Regions from separate parts of the Arachis hypogaea genome. Here region 1 is linked to region 2. A link is a contact called in public Hi-C data. All regions are on one chromosome and are shown on one strand. The core of a region is the stretch at or near the end of the contact, and the rest is flanking DNA. Distances in the headings are between cores, read along the strand shown.

Evidence for each region. Hi-C and Micro-C count contacts between places; a contact is called where the count stands out from the background.
Region 1: a contact with region 2 is called in a Hi-C map of leaf, with 3 times the contacts expected there. The contact joins the promoter of LOC140183025 here to the enhancer-like site in region 2. A contact is called at or near these places in 2 of 8 Hi-C or Micro-C datasets (both in leaf).

Annotation. Positions count from the first base shown.
Region 1 is chr20:31,932,395-31,935,365 of arahy.Tifrunner.gnm2.J5K5, reverse strand. It overlaps LOC140183025, which reads left to right and starts at 1,611. Exons shown (of 3, transcript XM_072231024.1): 1 at 1,611-1,746; 2 at 2,004-2,335. The coding sequence starts at 1,611.
Region 2 is chr20:31,854,221-31,857,651 of arahy.Tifrunner.gnm2.J5K5, reverse strand. No RefSeq gene overlaps it. Among protein-coding and RNA genes, the nearest start is that of LOC112783241, 14 kb to the right of the region's middle. Within about 2 kb of position 2,126, at least 3 of the 3 cell types and tissues checked have open chromatin away from gene starts, as enhancers often do.

The DNA of each region.
Region 1 (2,971 bases), core at 362-2,861, 78 kb before region 2:
AACCCCTCTATCGAAAATGTTACTCCAACTTCCTTGCCATTTCCAACTCAATTAAGTGCATCAAGACATAACTCATCTGATGTTGGTGGCTCTTCTAACCCATCCTCTCAGACTCCTATACAATCTAATCCAAATTCGTAATATTCAGATTTTGCCAACCCTCGTGGATTAGATGCTATCACCTCAATGATGATGATATTGAAGATCGGAGGCAAGATAGTATTCAACACTGGCATTGGAAAGAGGATGAGATGCTGATCAGTGCATGGTTAAATATTTCAACTGACCCTATAGTTGGTACCGATCAAAAGGGAAAAATATTTTGGAGTCAAATTCACAGCTATTATGAAGAATTTTGCTCCGACATGACAAGGGGGTAGTTGCATGTAAGAAACGATGGTATAAGATCAACAAGGCTGCTGCACAATTTGCTGGTTGCTACGATCAAGCTAGTCGAAACATAAGGAGTGGTTCGAACGTTGATGATATAAAGGAGTTGGCCTATAAACTTTATTCCACAAATTATGGTAAAAAATTTACTTTTGAGAGGCATTGGAACATGCTTCGTTTAGAGCAAAATGGAGAAGCCAACTACCTACACAGAGTGGCGGCTCAAAGAGAACCAAAGTTAATACAACTAGAGCATACTCATCCTCATCAAACCCAGAAACACCGTTGGCTGACGAACCCGGTGTGGACTCTCCCGTTTGCCCACAAGGATCAAAGAAGAGCAAGCGAAAAGGTAAGAAAAAAGCACAAATGTCTAAAGATTTTAGCGAAAAGAAATCATCGGTTGTTAAAAAATTATCTCTCATGGAAGATATTAAGAATGTTAGAGAAAATGAACTAATGGATAGGGAAAAAGAAAGAGAAGAGGAGAGGGAATATAGAGCAAAGATTATGGCAATCAAATAGAAGGAGTTACAAATTCAAGCGGCAATGAAAGAACAAGAATTACAAACTCAGAGGTATATTAAAGAAATGGAGATAAATGCAAAAGAAAGGGAAATGGAAAGGATGGCTAAGGAAAGGGAAAAAAATCGATATGCAAATACTTAATGCTAACACATCTACAATGAGTGAAAAACGACGAGCTCTTCATGAGATTGCATGTGAAAAAATAATCGCTAAGTGGTTTACTTAATGGTTCCTTGTATTCGTAGAGTTATGTAGTATGTTCTTATTTTTATTGCGTATTACTGGTATGTGATGTAGTCTGTTTTATTTATTTCTGATGTAACTTTTTAAATTAGTCAATATTATTGTGCCATTATTGTTCATGAAAGTGACCGTTGCAAAACTAGCCGTTTTAAATTTAGAAAAAAAAAACTTGTCGTTAAGTAGTCGTTGCAAAACTAGCCGTTGCAAAACTACACGTTAAGTAGCCGTTGTAAAACTAGCGGTTGAGGAGTAGGTACTTATTGCAGATAAACATATAAATATCAACTATCAATGACTCTGCAACTCCACTTCAACTCTTGTTTCTCACCTCGAAAGAGAACTAAAAATTACATTTCTACATATGGCTAGAAATTTTGATGATATGTTTAATGAGGCTTTGTATGACAAAAGAAGACGGCAAGATAACACACTCATAGATAATTGGATCGATGAGTGTTTACTCGAAGATTCAGAAGAAGAAGATATCAATAGAAGCTCTATCCCAACTCCTCGTAGATGGATCAACAGAGATTGAGAAGCAGGACATGATCGCCTTTTCCAAGATTACTTTGCAGATGAACTGGTGTATAATGCTGACATTTTCCAATGGAGATTTTGAATGAGAAGACATGTGTTCTTTCGGATAGTAGACGCTCTCTCAAACGTCTATCCGTATTTTCAACAGAGGGTTGATGCAACTGGAAGAAGAGGCTTGTCACCACTCCAAAAATGTACCGCTGCGATACAGATGTTAGCATATGGCATAGCAGCTAATGCTGTTGATGATTATGTGCGCATAGGCAAGAGCACTACAATTGAATGCTTGGAAAAATTTGTTGAAGGTGTCATTTCAGTGTTCGAGGATGAATACTTGCAAAAACTAAATCCAAATGATGTACGACGCCTGCTACAAATGGCGGAGGGTCGTGGCTTTCCTAGCATGTTGGGTAGCATTGACTGCATGCATTGGCAATGGAAAAATTATCCAAAGGCGTGGAAAGGTATGTACATGAGTGGTTATCGTGGGGTTGCAACCATAGTACTTGAGGTTGTAGCATCTTCAGACCTTTGGATATGGCATGCGTTCTTTGGAGTTTCTTGTTCAAATAATGATATCAACATGTTAGATCGTTCTCCAGTGTTCGATGATATTCTAAATAACCGTGCTTCGGAGGTAAATTATACTATTAATAGTAATAATTATACTATGGGATACTATTTAGCAGATGGTATTTATCCTGAATGGGCCATATTTGTCAAATCAATCTCAAAGCCACAAGGAGAGAAACGCAAGTTATTTCACAATACCAAGAAGGGCAAAGAAAAGATGTGGAGCGAGCATTCGGAGTGTTGCAAGCACGCTTTGCAATTATACGTGGTCCATCTCGCTTTTGGGAAAAGAAGAAGTTTGCCAACATAATGAGAGCTTGTATTATATTGCATAATATGATTGTTGAGGATGAAAGAGACACTTATGCAGGAAATTTTGCTCAAGGCTTAGAGTATGATGATGTCGAAAATGGCTTATCACAACCTCGGCTGGGAGTAGAAGATTTTGCACCATACCATCAATTTCTCCAAAGAAATGCCCAACTTCGAAATAGGCAGCAGCATAGACAATTGAAAGAAGACTTGATTGAACACATATGGTAATTTCACAATGCTTGTCGTCAACTATAGAGCTTAATTATGTTTTTTTTTGTATTAAGTAATTTTACAAATTAGTGTAATCCCGAATTATATATTGTGTATTATTGTTATATATGAATTTATTTAATATTAATATCTTTTAATAGTGAATTATTTTTAA
Region 2 (3,431 bases), core at 877-3,376:
ATTATTCATATACAACTTGTAGAATACACACATTTAAAGGAGTTTGTTTGCTTTCTACGAGTGCCTACTGAATTGAATATGAAACCACATGCATGATATATAGATAAAGTAAGAATTTAAAATCCTTATTATATATAAATAGTATTTTTTTTATTAGTTCTAGCTAAAAATAACGTAGTTATCATCACAAATTCACAATCTTAAGAAATAATTCTTTTAATGCAATTGAAATATATATAATGATATGATGTTTCTATATTACTTTTCACTTTTCTTCATATGTTTGTCTCACATATATTAGATTTTTTTTGAAAATTTTCAATTCTTAATTTGTCTCATATATATATATATATATATATATATATATATATATATATATATATATATATATATATATATATGCTACCCTAACTAAGACATCTTGCCTTCTTAACTATTAGCAGTTAATCTTAATATAATTTGTTATAAGCAATTGATAGTAAATAGGTAGCATCATTGTAAAAGAATAATAACAAAAGAAGCTAAAGATTAAATGTCTTTTAGCGAATAATTTCATACCATTATATATAATCTTACACTATCAAAATACTAATAATAACTAATTAATAACTATAAATTATAAAATTTACTGATTTCTAACGCTCCTTAGAAAGTCAATCTTTTGATTCGAAAAATCCTTATCCCAAACACACCACAAAACATGGACTTCCACCGGTTTCACAATAAATTCAGGTCAATGCTAATATATTGGCGGAGTGCTTCCACCCAGCCAACTAGCCGTAAGAAGTGCTGTTCCGTTGCCGTCGCCTTTACGATTTCGTGAACCTCCTCGGCTACCACACTTAGCGGCTTCTCCACTAGCTCATTTATTGGTTTGCCACCAAATGGAATGGAAAGCATGTTTCCAAAGTAAGAACTCATCATTGCTTCCTTCTTGTCATTGCTCAACCTCCTACTTCCATCAAGGATTACACCCATCTTGGCAACTCTCACCCTTTTGTTGCAACCTATATATATTGTATTATTGGATCTCAAGTTGTGAATATATTACACAGGAATACTATAGGATTGCAGAATATATTATTTTTGGTTAATAGTTAATCAGTATTATTTAAAAATATAAGTTATATATTATTAGATTGTTAGAATAAAAGAAGTGAACTAATGATTAAAAATATTAATAAAAAATAATAAATTATAATGGTTCTTGAACTTTTTTTTATAATATATACAATTACAAAAATATATTAAAATTATCCACAATATATATATATATTATTTAACTCATTTCAATATATATTTTATATTTTAACATATATTTTATATTAATAACTGATTTTAATGTACATCTAACATTATTCATAAAAAAATATAAAATATGTTATCCGTTAATAAAAATATGATGACTTTAGTTAATAGGATATGAGTGTTTATATAAATTATTTTTATATTTTGTAAAAAAATTTAATTATATATTATTACGTTAACAAAAGAATTATTATTTAAATATTCATTTAAATGCTAAGAATTTGATTAGATATCAGTGTAAAATATTTTAAAATAACGGTTACAAATTTTGATATACACTAAGTCACTAATATTGTAAAATGTACGCAGTTATATGTGTATATATATTTTTTTTCTTTTTCTTTCTATCGAGGATATATAGTTAATTTGTTATTAGTTTGACAAAAATAAATTGTGGTAACAAAAATATAGTTTAATAAGAATAAAAAAGATATACAGTTAATTATCATGTAATTTCTTAACAAAGCCAAGCAACTTCATACATGTATCAAGTATAATTGTATTTTGTATATATAAGGTTATGACTTATGATACTAAATTTTGCATAATTTACCATAACCAGTTTCGGAGGAAATAGCGCCTGAAGCTACCAACTTCCACAAGAACGTTGATATGGACTCAAGTTTTGTGGGCTTAGCACTATTTGAGGTTGCAAGTGTCTGTATGTGATTGAGTTGTTCAACGGTGATGTAGTATAAAAGACAGATGACTGGGCCGACATCGGGCTTGGTATTTGGCTCGGGCTTGGATGAAGGGGGGAGATCCGTATGGGGAACATACATGGTACACGCGGTCAATTGAAGGGTTGATTGAAGGTGGGCGTTGTGGGCTGAGGCGGGAGGAACGAAAACAAGGTTGATGAGTTAAGATGGTGGGCTTTGTGGGCTGTGATAGTTGGGCCCATGATACCAAAAACATGTTTGCACTATAAGCATCTGCCATGCGATGGTCAAAACTACATGCTACTACTAATTTACCAAACTTTAATGAAGTTGCCTAGTTCAAAAACTTCTTTGGCAGAGGTAGACGCAATCATCAGAGACATTCTCCATCTGCTGAATGAGGCTCCAAATATGGGAGTTACCTGAACTCTAAGAAACGGAAACAACTTAGCTCACCAACTGGCAGCGATAGCAGTGAGAAATGGATTACAGAGGCAGTGGATAGTCAATCCACTTACTCAAATCAAGAATACAATTAGAACAGAAGCAGGGTTCGCAACACTTCAGCAGGAGCAAAATTTACAAAATCATACCAATTTGGTTCCATTTTCAACAAGCCATCAAAGACAACACAGAGAAGAGATTTTACCTGTGAGAGTGGGTGTTGAACCAGGGGAGAGTGAAGAAGCTGGAGTGGATGATCAGACTCGAGCATTTGGAATGCTTAGGTAAGAAACTGGGAACTACAACGAACCAATAGAGACAGGGAGAAGGGCCCTTGGTAGAAGTCGCTGGCAGCCTCAATGCAACTTGGGAGGTGCCACGGGAGGGGACGACAGGAGTCACCACAGGGCAGGAGTAAGAATTTTCTTAGAGAAATGGGCAGAACACCCTCGGGAGAACGGAACCACTTGCGCTTTGGAGTGAGAAAGCAACAAGCCAGGCGAAGCACAAATGGCCACCATTGAAGACAAGGAGCAGCCTTCTCAAAGCAGAGGAGACGCAGTTTTCACGACCTTAAGAAATTAGCACCTGCAGTATCCGACTGAAGTCACTGATGAGGATCCGGGAGCTCGTTTTCATCCACATGCAACAATAGGCTGAAAGCTTTGGAAGATCTCTGGTTGAAGGTGAAGAAGAAGAAGAGAGGATAGGGTCGGGTTGGGGGTGGGTCTCTGTGTGGGCAGTTCTTCGGGTCGGTTTGAGTTCTGATTGTGTGGGCCAGGTCATTTCTTTTGGCCTTAGGCCATGTCCAAAAAAAAAAATGAAGTTGCCTAGTTGCCTACACAAATTGATTTAAGTGCATCTTTAATTACAATAATCAAACCAAAATATAAGTAATTAAGTATTATCATTTTTTTTAAACCGGAGATTTTTCTGTAAAACTGTTTTAATAAAATAATAATTTTTAAGTAACCGAAATAGATTCAAAATTTAGAAGTTTTAATTTGAGAATATAAA